Regions from separate parts of the Sus scrofa genome. Here region 1 is linked to region 2. Evidence: chromatin contacts called from public Hi-C data. All regions are on one chromosome and are shown on one strand. The core of a region is the stretch at or near the end of the contact, and the rest is flanking DNA. Distances in the headings are between cores, read along the strand shown.

Region 1 (3,654 bases), core at 370-2,869, 49 kb after region 2:
ATATGCCACGAGGCAGCCAAAAATGAAAAAGTTTCTTGGGGTGATTGGTGAATGGTTCTAAGGGCAAGAGATCAGAGTTTTAGAAGGAATAGGTTAAGAGATGACAACTATAGAATAGCAACTGTGCACCAGCTGTTTCATATGCAGTTTCTCTCTGAATCCTGAAAAAATGCTTCAGCGGAAAATATGACCTCTGCATTTGACCAATGGTGGGACAGATTGAGAGACAAGGGCCTGCCCATTGGTGCTAGTAAGTGGCCAGGTTAGGATGCAAACCCAGCTCTCATTTTTGGCAGAGTCTGTTTTTCCCAATTAGTCTGAAAATCTAATCCCACAAGGACAACAACATTCAATGCCTACTGTTTAATAAGACAGAGCTGGGCCTGTGGGCAAATACAAATACGAATAAGACGCACAGTCCCTTCCTTCCAGGCCAATGCGAGACGCAGGACCTGTTAATTATATTGGCTGGAAATACTCTCATAGCAGATAAAATAGTCAGTATTGACAGCTCCTCTGCCTCACCTTTCACCCTCCTCCCCTCGATCACCAGGTCTGGCTAGACCAGCCTTGCTGGTCCACACATGTCCAGCTCAGTTCCACCCCGAGTCTCGTGTCTGCCCTTCCCTCTGCCTATCCTGACCTACCCTCGCTCAGTTTCACCTTCTCAGAGCCTTCCCTGCCCTCCCTTGTCCCCTCAGCACACACCCCCTCAAGCCCCTCCCTCTTATTTTGCTGGCTTTATTCTCTTCCTCATACTTAAGAGCAGGTTTGAAGTCTTGCCTGGGTTCCGTCCTGGCTTCCCCACCTTCTAACCTATTACTTGGGACAAATTACTAACTCCCTGACCTTCTGTTTCCTGTCTGTCAGCAGATTCTAATTGTATGTAGCACAGAGGGGTTTTGTGAGGATCAAAGGGAATGATTAATGAAAATATTAGAGCGATGACGGGTACATAGAAACTGCTTAATACGTAACAGCTACTACACTTATTTGTTTGCTGCTTGTGTTTCTTCCCCACTAAAATGTGAGCTCCATGAAGGCAGGGACTTGGTCTGTTTACCATGGCATCTTTGGGGGCTGGTGCAGAGCAGGCCCGCAATAAATATTTATTGAATGAAGAGCTAACTTTCTGTGTGCCAGGCATGGCTGATCCCCCTTAAGCTTCACAATCACTGTATGAGGCAAGAACCATCACCATCTTTTTTTTTTTTTTTTTTTTTTTTTTAAATAGGCCAGGGCCACGAAGGCTAAACACATTTCCTAAGGACACCAGGCAAAAAAGGGTGATCCAGGATTCAGACTAAACAGCAAGGTGCAGTGAGAGGGATAAGCAAAGGCAATGGGCACTCAAAGAAGAGGAGCGAGACTGGGTGGTACTGTGACCTTCAACTTGGTATCCTCGAGGTGCTGGGTGGAAGCAGGGTTTCTGAGTGGGTGGCCTCCAAAGATGGGCAGCGTGTGTGGGCGGAGATAGAAAAGAGCTTTATCGGAAGAGGAAGGACGAAGGACGTAGAGAACGGGGCTGAAAACAGGAAAGTTCTGAGCAAGCTGGGTTCCTGGGACAGGAACGCCACAGAAGGTGACACATGCCTGAGTCACACTGGCCCAGCCACCCCTGGAATGAAAGTAGATTGCATGGGGTGGCCGAAGGGGCAGGGTTGGGCAACGCCAGCCTCTTCAGTGTCCAGACTTGAAGATGGCAAGTCCCCTTGGAGTGGACGTCTGTGTTTATGGGGAAATTCACTTGAAAATAACCCCTGTCCAGGGAAAGGGAGGAACATGGAGTTTTTCCTGTGGCCTTGCCAAGGCGGCTCCCTCTCCCTGCCCCTTCGTCTGTAGAGCCATGGATATTGGGGCCAGGAAAGGATGAGAGGCAATTCCCCAAGGAGCCGTTCTGGAAGGGAAGGGACCACAACCACACCCCTCTTCCCAGAACGGAAGAGTAGAAGTAAATAGCCCTGACTGGCCCGGCTGCCAGTGGCCCCAGAAAGAACTTGCCACAGGTAAAAGGGGGTCCTGGGCTGGAGCCCTGAGTTTAACACAGAATTAAGGCAGTTGATGTGACATAGAAGAGGACACAGGATCCCTCAGGTCCCAGCCATCCTGATCCATCCTGACCATATTTATGCTCTGGAAGCATCCACTCAGCACATGAGAGAACTGAGCCCTGTGACCTTGGGTCCAGAGCACTGCCCTGCTGCAGTTAGAGTGCTCTGCAGCACCATGCTGTGAGGATGGGGGCCACAACCAACATGGTGACACTCGCAGCAGGATAGAACCTTCCAGTTTTCTGTCTGCCCAGATTTGGAAACAGTATTGATAGCCACTTGTGATGTAGGGCTCATTTTGAAGGACGTATGCTTCAAAGAAGGATATCAGACTTTCTAAGAGCAGAGGCACTAGAACACCTAACTGGTAAAAAAATGGTTGAGATGTGACCTTGCTTGAACTTCAACCTAGTGATGACACAGTTCTCCAGGAATGAGCCAAGACCTCTCCCAGTGACATCTGGCGGCAATGAGGCAGTTGACTGGTTAGATGCAGTATGGGAGAAGATCGGGGAGCCTGAAAGAATTGTCACTCCACAGAGGGTGTGTCAGGGTGGGGCCCAGTTGGGGAGCAGCATCAGAACAGCAGAAAGGAGCATGAAAGCAGGCTGGGGCCATGGAAGACACAGCCCTGGCATCAGCTGGTCCCCATCTTCCACTGCAGAGATAATAGAGATACTCAGAACAGACTTAAACTACAACACACAGAATTTAATTTTTATAAGGCAGACTCTCCTAATGTAGGTTATCTAGAAAGGTTGTGAGATTGCTTTCCATGAAGATATAATAACTGATTCTCACCAGTCATCAGGGAAAGGTGCTGAGTAGAGTGGAGGTTGTAAAACATCTTCAGTCAAGAAAATCTTTATTAGACTAAACACTTACATAAAACTTCTACTTAGATGAGAGAAAAATGAGCAGTTAGGGACCTGGCAGCAAGATCCACTGAGCCTTGAGTATCAAGACCTTCCATTGCACACCCCCACCCCCCAACTACGATGGCTCTGAAGGAGCTCCTGGGAATACCTAGGACTTTGTAAACTATAGTTTAAAAACTGCTGGGGTAGAAAGTGTGGTCTGGCAAAGTAGACTCTAAGCCTAAGTCCCGTCTTTCTTATGAACCTTGCTTTTAACACAGGTTCCTGAACCACAGCTGCCCTGAAATAGAAGAAGGTCCATGTCCTTGGCTGAGGTCATTGGCTCAACTAGAGTAATGATCACATGTCTTCTGTGTGCCCCTCTTGGGCCACTTTCTATATCTGTGTTGAGCACTCCCATGAGGGCCCGTTGATGCCTGGTGTTCCAAGACTCTGCCATTTCTTGGCACTGGTTCCCAGACTGCATAACATGTGTCAGTGATGGGCAAACTGAAGTGGCACTGCTCCCATCATTAACACCTCCTGCAACCACACTTGTCTTGAACCACTCCCAAAGCATGCTCGGGGGGAGACCTCTTCAGAATCTACTGTGCCAAGTGCCATAGATGCCATTCCGAGGCTAACTATGAAGAGCCAGACTCCGCTCAGGGAACAAGCAGAGATGGAGGTGACAGACACCAGCTCAGACCCCAAATGACAAGGCCCAGATAAGAGACTAGTAACCC
Region 2 (3,632 bases), core at 608-3,107:
TTTTTAATCTACCCTGTGAGTTTACAGATTTTTTTAGTCAACCATAAATGTTGAATAATTTTTTAAAGACTGTTAGTTACGTTTTAAAAATTGACCAAGTTGATGATCATAATATTATCTTACTGGGGATCCTACATAAAATGTATAAAGACTGAAAGTATGTATTTGCAAGGAAGCATTCACGTCTTTTCTGAATAAACCAAATACATGAAAATTTGTCATTGAAATAAAAAGCACGTCTGAAATTAAAAAACTAAACAGTAATTTGTTTGCTCTGCACTAATATTCAAAGGCTCTTTCATTAAATAATGAGCCATTTTAATAAGAATCATTAAATCTTTGAAATTTTATTTTATTAAGAGAAAACATCTATTTAATCCTTAGTATTGTTAAATGTTTTTCTTCAAAGGAGAGTTTTAAGTGTTTTTCTTATTATTTTTCTTAATTTTGTAAATATGTATATGTTGCATCTCTCTGGTAATGGGAAATAGAGATGACCCAGATAAATTGAAATCTCCACTCAATCCTCAAAATTAATTTTGATCATAACTTATAAAATGTAAAACTATAATTTTTATAAAAGAAAATCAACTGATTGATTTAGTTTGTCTTTTTTACCCTGTTTCCACCCGTGGTTCAGGATATCATTGAGCAGTAACATGCTCATGCACACTCTCTGGACATATATTTGATATATTTTAATACAAAAGATGGTTTGTAACAGAACTATTGCTAAACTGTTTTGCTTCTAATAGATGAGATGTCCTATACATGTTTACTACTCTGATTTTTAAATCAGTCATATTGATGAAATTATGTTTCTATTTTCCAGGCATGTTTACGTATCATAAGGATTCATACTGCCATTGGTTTAGCAGTTTTAAATGTGATAACTATTCTGAATTCCGATTGGTTGGAATTGTATCCTTTAAACTTTCCACTAGGAGGTGCTAGTAGACTAGAGATTTTTAAGAATTTTATCTGCATTTTGGAAAACTGTTCTCATTAAGCATTTTTATTCTACTAAACAGACTTGTCAAATTTACTAGTAGATTTTCAGTAATCTTTATTATTTGTAACATTGCAGCTATGTAATATCAGCAGATTTAGTTAATCGGAAGGAATGACTAAATTGTTGGCATTTTTCTCTGAAAACTTTATCTCAGAATAAAAATCACTTCCTATTTCTTATATAGCCTAAATTATCAGAAATGTAAGACATTTTTTAAAGTCACAGTATCTTTCTTATTCATAATGAACCATTTTTTCTGTTAATTTTTTCACTTTGTGCTTATTTCACTCAGATTCCTAAGTTGAAATTGTGGGAATTAACTCTCTTAATGTGGCCTCGAATCCTGAGATATTTATTAAAGTTAAAAATTGAGTGGAATAGGAGCATCTAATGCATATGGCATTATTTTATAGTGTTTTTTAAGATTATGCAAATTCCTGTGCCATCCTCTGATCCCTGTCTGGTATATTACGGAGGTATTCCTGCACTGGGTGGGAGATTGGACAGGAAAGCCTTGTACATTCATTTTTTAAAACTCAAAAATATAATTGTCCGTGGAAGAAAGGAGGGAAGAGTAAATAAATGAGCAAACACTGGAGATACTTAGGTTAAAAGAAGGACAAAAAAAAAAAATCTACCTTTAAGAAGTTTACCGTCTAGATGGACATTTAGCATTAAGTGCTGAGGGGTTCTGATAAGGAGAAGATTGAATATTTTCCTCCCAGAGAAGGTAAAGATTTTAAAATGGAACCAATATGTTTGATTAACCCAGGACTGGAGAGGATAGATGTAGACTGGGAGAATGGCTGGGGAAGAAGCCTGCCTGCATTGTTCTGGCCTGTTAGAGAGCAAGGTGATGGTCCACTTAGTGGGAGCAGAGGGCGCTCCAGGAGTTATGGGAGGTGCTGGCAAGAGATTTAGAGTGATCTGATGGAGCACTTTGACTTTGAATGTCCATCTTTGCTCCATTTGTTGAAATAAATCTTGAAGAATGTATATGAAAATCAAGAGGCTGGATGGAAGAAAAGGTAGGAGGGAGAAAACCACACATTGTAGCAGTAAACTTAATTTGAAATTTTGTATGTGTCATCATATCTAAAGATCCAAAGGGCCAAGTGCACAGTATGAAACATTTAACAATTATTTGACTCCTGTTTTTGTTCTCTTATCTACAGTAATCATTTGTCAAATGTTTCAACTTCATTGAAGGCCTGAGTCAGTGATGCTTCTCACTGTGCTATGAGCTTTTTGAATTTCCTGATAAATATGTCTGTCATATTTTACATTCTTATCATGGCTTAGATTTGGGTGATATTTTGGCCTTCTAATATTTGTAATGAAGTATTAGACCTTACACCACATTCTTAGAATGGTATATGTAATATTGTGGATTTGCTTATTGTTTTCTTTTGCAGTACGCATTAGTTTCTATTCAGCCATTACCCGAAAGAGCATATTAAGTGTATTTATATGCTATATATTACAAATTAAACAATTAAATCTAAAATTAAGTGATAGCTGTCTCATTATTATGTTATTTTTCTCACCAAAAAAAAAAAAAAAAAGCTATGGAAAGTAAGATCGATACTGTAAAAGGCATGATAATATAAAGGAAAAATGTGAGGTGACAGTGGATTGTGATCACATTAAGTGGTTGAGAGATCTATCAAATGTAAGGAACACTAAAAATTGAGAAGTAACAGGCATGATGATTAAAGAGATATAGTTGGCTCCATATTATTGTTCTAGTAGTTCTCACAGTATTGTATTTCTAATGCAAATATTTTTAAATATTAAGGCCTTAGCAGTTTACAAGAAGTGTTATAGTAAAACTTAGAGTAATAACTACAAAATGTCTCGAAGATTTCATGAAGAGCCATAATCTAACAATTTTTTAAAAGTAGAATTCCCAAAAGGTCATTGGAACTAAGGATAGGGGCGACATAATATAGTGCAGGGTTTTCAAATTCCACCCTATTTGCACCGCATGACACCTCAGTGACTCCAGCAGAATTCCTGCCCACTTCCCCAACCCCTGCTTCAACCACAGCAGCTTTAGTGTGAAATGCAACATGATTCTTCTGTGTATGGAAATGCCCTGAAGCAAATCCTATAAAGCTTACTTCTTCATCTGTTAAAACCCTTCCTTCAGGTTTAATTTTTATTATAGTTATAATTAATTGTAATTTTTTATAATTATATAATTATTTTAAAATTTTTTAATGAAAAAGGCTTAGAACTTATCACCATAGTAGATGATCATAAGTGGTAACTACAGTAATATTGTGATTATTAGGGTCATTGCTGTTATCACATTTATAGACATATATTAGAACTTACTTTCATTATCTTTCCCCTAGAACACACTTCTCAGACATGGTTACCTATAAAAAAAATATCTATTCCTTCAATTATTAGCCTTTATCCTGCCTTAGCATATTAAAATGTTGGCTGTCTTCTAATTTTTTAATTGCTTTCAATAATTTATCCCACCCATATGTTTAGATTTCCTTTTGAGCCTATAAAATTAATGACTTCCTTAAGAACTTGATATTATAATCTTTGTTTGACAGTTGAAATATTATGAAATTTGATCTAAAACCCCTCTTTTAACAAGTGG

What was found. A called contact is a pair of places that touch in the nucleus more often than the background predicts.
Region 1: a Hi-C map of heart right ventricle shows a contact between it and region 2, with 3 times the contacts expected there. The contact joins two enhancer-like sites. A contact is called at or near these places in 8 of 47 Hi-C or Micro-C datasets (blood, epiblast stem cells, fetal heart ventricle and 3 more) and 1 of 2 datasets of contacts at active chromatin or transcription factors (skeletal muscle).

The regions. Positions count from the first base shown.
Region 1 is chr14:103,216,447-103,220,100 of Sscrofa11.1, forward strand. No RefSeq gene overlaps it. Among named protein-coding and RNA genes, the nearest start is that of PPP1R3C, 60 kb to the right of the region's middle. Within about 2 kb of position 1,620, at least 20 of the 83 cell types and tissues checked have an H3K27ac peak or open chromatin away from gene starts, as enhancers often do.
Region 2 is chr14:103,167,269-103,170,900 of Sscrofa11.1, forward strand. It overlaps HECTD2 (probable E3 ubiquitin-protein ligase HECTD2), which reads left to right. Exons shown (of 21, transcript XM_003483528.4): 14 at 833-921. Among named protein-coding and RNA genes, the nearest start is that of HECTD2, 73 kb to the left of the region's middle. Within about 2 kb of position 1,858, at least 4 of the 83 cell types and tissues checked have an H3K27ac peak or open chromatin away from gene starts, as enhancers often do.